Linked DNA regions of Mus musculus: region 1 is linked to region 2. A link is a contact called in public HiChIP or PLAC-seq data. All regions are on one chromosome and are shown on one strand. The core of a region is the stretch at or near the end of the contact, and the rest is flanking DNA. Distances in the headings are between cores, read along the strand shown. Region 1 holds the start of Ucp3 (uncoupling protein 3 (mitochondrial, proton carrier)). Region 2 overlaps C2cd3 (C2 calcium-dependent domain containing 3).

Region 1 (2,768 bases), core at 27-2,526, 43 kb after region 2:
TGTAGCCCCAGCCCCCACATGGTTCCCACAGTCCTGCCCATGTCCAGATTAATAGTTCCAGACTGAGCTCAAAGCAGTGAGCAGGTCCTGGTCCAAGAAACAGGATAGACAGTCTAGATGTCACAGCACCCACCCTGCCATGGCGCTGCGCTCAAGTTCCAAAATGTCCTCTACCTTCTCTGTCCTACTTATCTCCTCTCCCCTCTCCTTTTAGTTTCCCTTCTATGCCACCTGGCTCCCAACTTCAGCTGTGCCCACCCAGTCTTTAACCTCAGCGCCTGCAGATGGACCAGCCTACGGTGGTTGCTGCAAGGGATTCTGCTCACCCTGCCCCATCTCCGGTCCCAGCATGTCCATGTCATGAGGAATCAGGATTGCAGCTGATAGACCCAAAGTGTGGTATAGGTTACAGGCAAGTCAGGCCTGCAGTGACCTAGCTGTCTGTCCTTGACAGTCAGTTTTCTGTGTAAAGTAAGCATTGACACATGAGGGCTCTACACAGTACGTCAGTGTCTACCGGTACAGTGCAGTGTGTTAACACCACTGTGAAAGAAACCAGCCACAAGAGGCTATACATTCTATATAATCCTACTCAAACAAAGCATCTAGAACAAGCAAATTAAGAAGCAGAATAAAGACGAGTGGTTGCCTGAAGCTGGGGGAAGGGAAAGGGGGTGACTTGTTCTGTTTTTGTCTTTGAGCCATGATGAAAGTGTTCTGAACTAGCATGTAGTAGTTGATCAACCAGACTGTACTAAACACTATTGTGTGCTCTATGTGGGCAAATCACATGCTGTGTACAATACATCTGTTGTCCTTTGTTTTTAAATTTAGGATCCTGCTTCCTAGAGATGTGGGAAATAGAAGCGCTGTGCCTGAAATATCAAGCATATCTTGGCACCAAGATGTCCTCTACCTTCTCTGCCCCGTCTTCTCCTCTCCCCTCTTGAGAATGTCAGGCCTCTAAGAAGTGACACCTGTAACCATTGTATAGGATCCTGGAGAGCCCCTGTCCTAAGAGACCTTGTCCTTTGGGCTCTCAAAGGTGACAAATGCTGTCACACACCTCCTGGCCACCAAGGTAGCTCTCCTCTTGAAAGCTCAAAGGAGCCACATTAAAGAGCCCCAGGTCACGGAAGCTAAACCAGATCTGGAACTCACTGGTCCCCTCCCCGCAGCCTGCCTCTTGTCAAGTGATCAGACTGTCAACTAGCTTCTCAGAATTAGGTTTCAGGTCAGCTGGTGCACAGGGCCAGTGCCGAGCCAGGGACAGCAGAGACAACAGTGAATGGTGAGGCCCGGCCGTCAGATCCTGCTGCTACCTAATGGAGTGGAGCCTTAGGGTGGCCCTGCACTACCCAACCTTGGCTAGACGCACAGGTAAGACCCCATACTCTGCTCTCCTCTCCCTTTTTCCCTTCCATGGATGCTCACAGCCAGGAGCTTGCTGGGATCACTCAGCACTGCGTGAGAGACCGAGAGTGAGCCGGTCTAGCTCCCACCTAGTAAAGATGAAGGAACTGCAGGCCTGGGGAGGGCCTTGACTTCCACATCTATGTGACTCCTCACAACTCCCGTGTTTTGCTGACTCCTCTGCTGGGATCTTACAAATGCCAGATGAAAAGTGTCCCTCTCCTTTGGCCCAGGATCCCCACGGAGCACAAAGCCCTCTCCAGCAAGGATCCTGGGGCCCTTCCTGGGTAGAGATGATGAGGGCACCTCTGGCCTGAAGCCTGGTCTAGAGCCCGTGGTCACTCTGTCTAGTGGCATCCTTGATGCGGATGTATTGTTGGAGAGAGTTGGGTTGGCCCTATAGGCTAGAGTACCTCATGTTGTGGGTACCCCAGTAGAGCTACAGGGTGAGGATTGTTCTCAACTTCCACTTCCAGCTGGGGGCATCAGACCGATAATAACCGAGGTGCGCCAAGGAGGAGGTTGGGAAGCTCAGACCTCAGGGCGTTCCCTACTGCGCCAGGCATTGTAGCCTCACCCACATACTCAAGTCTGTCTGCTCATCCTTTCTCTTTCTGATGGATGGTTTGGGGGCACTCCTTCAAAACTTGGGTACACACAATTGCAAGCTCTTAACCAAGTTCGTGCTTCAGTGTCTCTTGAGAGCACCTTTCCAGCAGTATCCTCAGTGGTGTTAGAGCCCCAAGGCTCCCTTCTCATCTATTCTTGCTGCCTGCACCAGCATGCTCTGACGGCCCAGGCCCCCACCCACCCTGGACTAAGTGTAACCTTGGCATTCGCAGCCTTCTACCAAAGGGCCCTGAGATCATCTTTGACCTCATTTCCTGTCTCCTCATTTTGGCACGATGGTCTGACTTAAGACCTTCCCTATAACAGTTTTCACAGAGGAGGGTAAGTTGATCTTGTCCCTGCCTGGAGGCTCCGACAGAGCCAGAAGAGTCACTGATAATGGGGCAGCGCTACAAGACAGTAGGGTCAGAAGTAGCAGAGGACAAAGTGGGTACAAGAGGGAAGCCCGGATTGACAGGGAAGCAAAAACTCCAGGGACACGCCTGGCCTCCGTGGGGAGAAAATTCCATTCCGTGCCTTCTGCAGGACCTGACTCAGCACCAACATCACCTGAGGTTCCCTCCAGCAGAAAGGACTCAGAAGTCAGTCCCTGACAGCAGCCATACCCAGGTCCTTTGCCTGTCTAACCTCAGTGTTTCTCTCCAAAGCAGAGCAGAACACAGGATGGTTCTGCTAGTGCCTGAGTGGTCCCCAGACAGGCTTTGAAGAAGGGAATTCTAGAGAAC
Region 2 (2,700 bases), core at 132-2,631:
GTGTTTGTTACCAGGCCTCATGATCTGAATTTAATCCCTGGAATGCAACATATGGAAGGAGAAAACAACCGCTAGAAGTTGTCCTCTGACCTCAATGAGTGACACACAAAAATAGATAATGAAAATGTACTAAAAATAACTTCTTTCAAGCAATATTTATAAATTTTATTTTATTTGATGTGTGTGTACCATGTTCATTCAAATACCCTTGGAGTCTAGAAGAAGGTGTCTGAGCTAAAAGTTAGTTACAGGCAGTTGTGGACCACTCGGTGTGGGTTCCAGGAACAGAACCAGGATTCTCTACAAGAGCTTGATGAGCCTTCTCTGACCCCAAATACCAGAGCTAATAAAATTGGTCATAATCATCTGCCAATAACAAATGACACTAAAGGCGCTGCACTAAGATCACAGGTATCAATTTCATTGAACAAGTTGGGTTTACTGCTAATTGCAGTGACAGGAAGTAAACACCAGGGGGAAGCAGAGAGGGCTGCAGAGGACTTGGAGCATCTAACTGGGATTTGCTCATCTGGGAAAGGGCCCAAAGGAACAACACTTTGCTGCATTGTCTTTCTTATTACATTTTATCTAGAAGAAGGGCAGGCGAGACGAGAGTCAAAGTTGAACCTGTTAAGCTACAAGGGTCACCCAGGCTATGCAAGAGTGTTAGGTTTACAGACTGATCTTGCTTTGGTATGTTCTAAAGTAAGATAGTAAAGAAATCTAGTTTTTGTCTCACTTTATTATAGTGACAGGGTAACCTTATATCCAGCACCTCAGGGTAGTTTTTAATCAGGTTACTCCCTACATTAAAACTTTTGAGTTTCCCATTTTTAGTAGCAGTGGTATCCCAGTTTTAACTGAGCATTTTAATTTAAAAGTTAGCATAGTTTCAAGTTGGGGTGTGCTTTTTTATGTATAAATTATCTTCAGGTACATCTATATTAATATGCTAAATACATTATGAAAAGTGTCCTACAGATAAGCTTTAGTATATATAATAACAAGTTTTAATATTTTCTTCCAGCTTTTTACCCCCTGAACGTCCATGTAAATGTGCAGTCAGATCTAGGTTGCTAAGAAAGCACATTACGGCACTGCCAAAAGCCTCGATAGAGAGCTGTTGCTAAGCATGCTCAGGATGGTGTGGGACTAGCAGAGATAATTCCTGGGCACGCAAGCAGATTTCTAATGTGTCGGGGTAACTTCTTCTCATCTCCTTTTGTCCCCTACAGGGCGTTGGCTGAGCAGGAACCCGCTTTACAGTTTAGCGCCACCGTTGGAGTCAATGCTTCTGTCACCGCCCATCTCTCATTTCTGCCCAAGGGGGAGCAGCGCCAAACCCGCCCTGTGGCCTGCTCCTTCTGCCCTGAGTTCTCCCACCACATTGAGTTCCCGTGTAACCTGGTGACTCAGCACTGTAGTGGAGAAGCCTGCTTCCTGGCAGAGCTGTTGGAGTTTGCAGAAATTATTTTTGCTATCTATCATGAAAATACCAAATCAGGTAAGCAGCAAATGCCTTCAGAACGACATAAGGCTCTCTTTCGGATGGCATATTCCTTCCTAGGCAATACTTGAAAACTTGAGAAGTAGGAGTTATAATCTTTACAACTTCCAAAGGCCAGAGCAAAAGTAAGACGTGACATGTTCATGAAAGAGTGTTCAGATGTTAGTGCATGAGTGTGAGTGAGAGTGGTTCTGTGCTCAGGAGGTTTGTGCACTTTCCCGTGTGCCTGCAAAAGGAAGGTGTGATTAACAGCCTGAAAGACCTTCAGACTCTGACTAGCATGGGAACAGGAGAATCCCTAATGCATTGTCTCAGCCCTGATATATGTGTAGAGCTGAAATGTTCTAGGAGTCTACTGTAAACAGAGAGGCCTCAGTGCCCACCAGTAACTCCTCATTTTTGCTTCACTCAACAGTCAGTGATATAACCAGTATCCAGTCGTGCAAGGATTATCTGCTTGGAATAGTAAAGGTTCCAACGAAAGATCTGCTGGTCAAAAGATCTGGTAAGGATGTTGTCATGATGAGGTAATCCTGTCTAGCTCCCATTGCAAAATACACAAGGAATTCTGTCCCCTAACACATGCTATGAACTCACCCAGGTACCTCACAGTTCTCTCAGGCATGGTAAAAACTGTCCCAATGTCAGAGGTCATACTCACCCTACTTTAGGAAAACTGGTGCCATGTTGAGAAGACAGTAGCAGTACTTCTGCATATATGGCATGATGTAACATCGTTCCTTGGGCTTTGTTTGACCTTACAGTAAACTTCCAGCAGGATAAAGAAGCACTGTTTCCATTTGGCAGACCAGATGATCTCAAAGAAGCTAATTGGCCAGAACCACATTGCTATTGCGTTTGCGTTTTCACAATTTGCAGTGTAGTCATCATTTACCCATTCCTTTGCCTCTCTGTTCTCCACTACAGTAGAATAAAGATAACTGCGTAGAGGCCTGAACAAACAGGCCCGGCCTGGCACTGGGCCCAGGATACAGCTTCTTGCTCCATTCCCTTTCCTTTGCACTCACAATACCAGGGCAGTGTTTCAGATTCTATAGCACTTCCCTTCAAAGCACTTCCTCAGCCATTGTTTCATTTAGCAATCGACCAACTTGAGTAAATAAGATCACTATGGGAGATTAATGACTTATCCAGAACAAACCACTAGTTTGGAGTCTAAACCAAGGAAAGAA

What was found. HiChIP or PLAC-seq counts read pairs in DNA pulled down with a chosen protein or histone mark.
Region 1: an H3K27ac HiChIP or PLAC-seq map of embryonic stem cells shows a contact between it and region 2, with 10 read pairs. The contact joins the promoter of Ucp3 here to the enhancer-like site in region 2. A contact is called at or near these places in 10 of 39 promoter capture datasets (the 3T3-L1 cell line, 3T3-L1-derived adipocytes, the C10 cell line and 7 more), 3 of 15 datasets of contacts at CTCF or cohesin (CD8 T cells, the G1E-ER4 cell line and large pre-B cells), 13 of 484 Hi-C or Micro-C datasets (the Ba/F3 cell line, the C2C12 cell line, Sertoli cells and 10 more), 11 of 115 datasets of contacts at active chromatin or transcription factors (the HPC-7 cell line, double positive thymocytes, embryonic fibroblasts and 7 more) and 3 of 9 other capture datasets (adipose tissue, liver and pancreatic islet).

Annotation. Positions count from the first base shown.
Region 1 is chr7:100,471,715-100,474,482 of GRCm38.p6, forward strand. Ucp3 (uncoupling protein 3 (mitochondrial, proton carrier)) reads left to right here and starts at 1,277. Exons shown (of 7, transcript NM_009464.3): 1 at 1,277-1,380.
Region 2 is chr7:100,428,815-100,431,514 of GRCm38.p6, forward strand. C2cd3 (C2 calcium-dependent domain containing 3) reads left to right here. Exons shown (of 33, transcript NM_001017985.3): 21 at 1,236-1,504; 22 at 1,923-2,012. Among named protein-coding and RNA genes, the nearest start is that of Gm10603, 39 kb to the right of the region's middle. Within about 2 kb of position 1,382, at least 76 of the 459 cell types and tissues checked have an H3K27ac peak or open chromatin away from gene starts, as enhancers often do. A contact at or near this core is called in the G1E-ER4 cell line, adipose tissue, bone marrow-derived macrophages and 8 more, where this site is marked.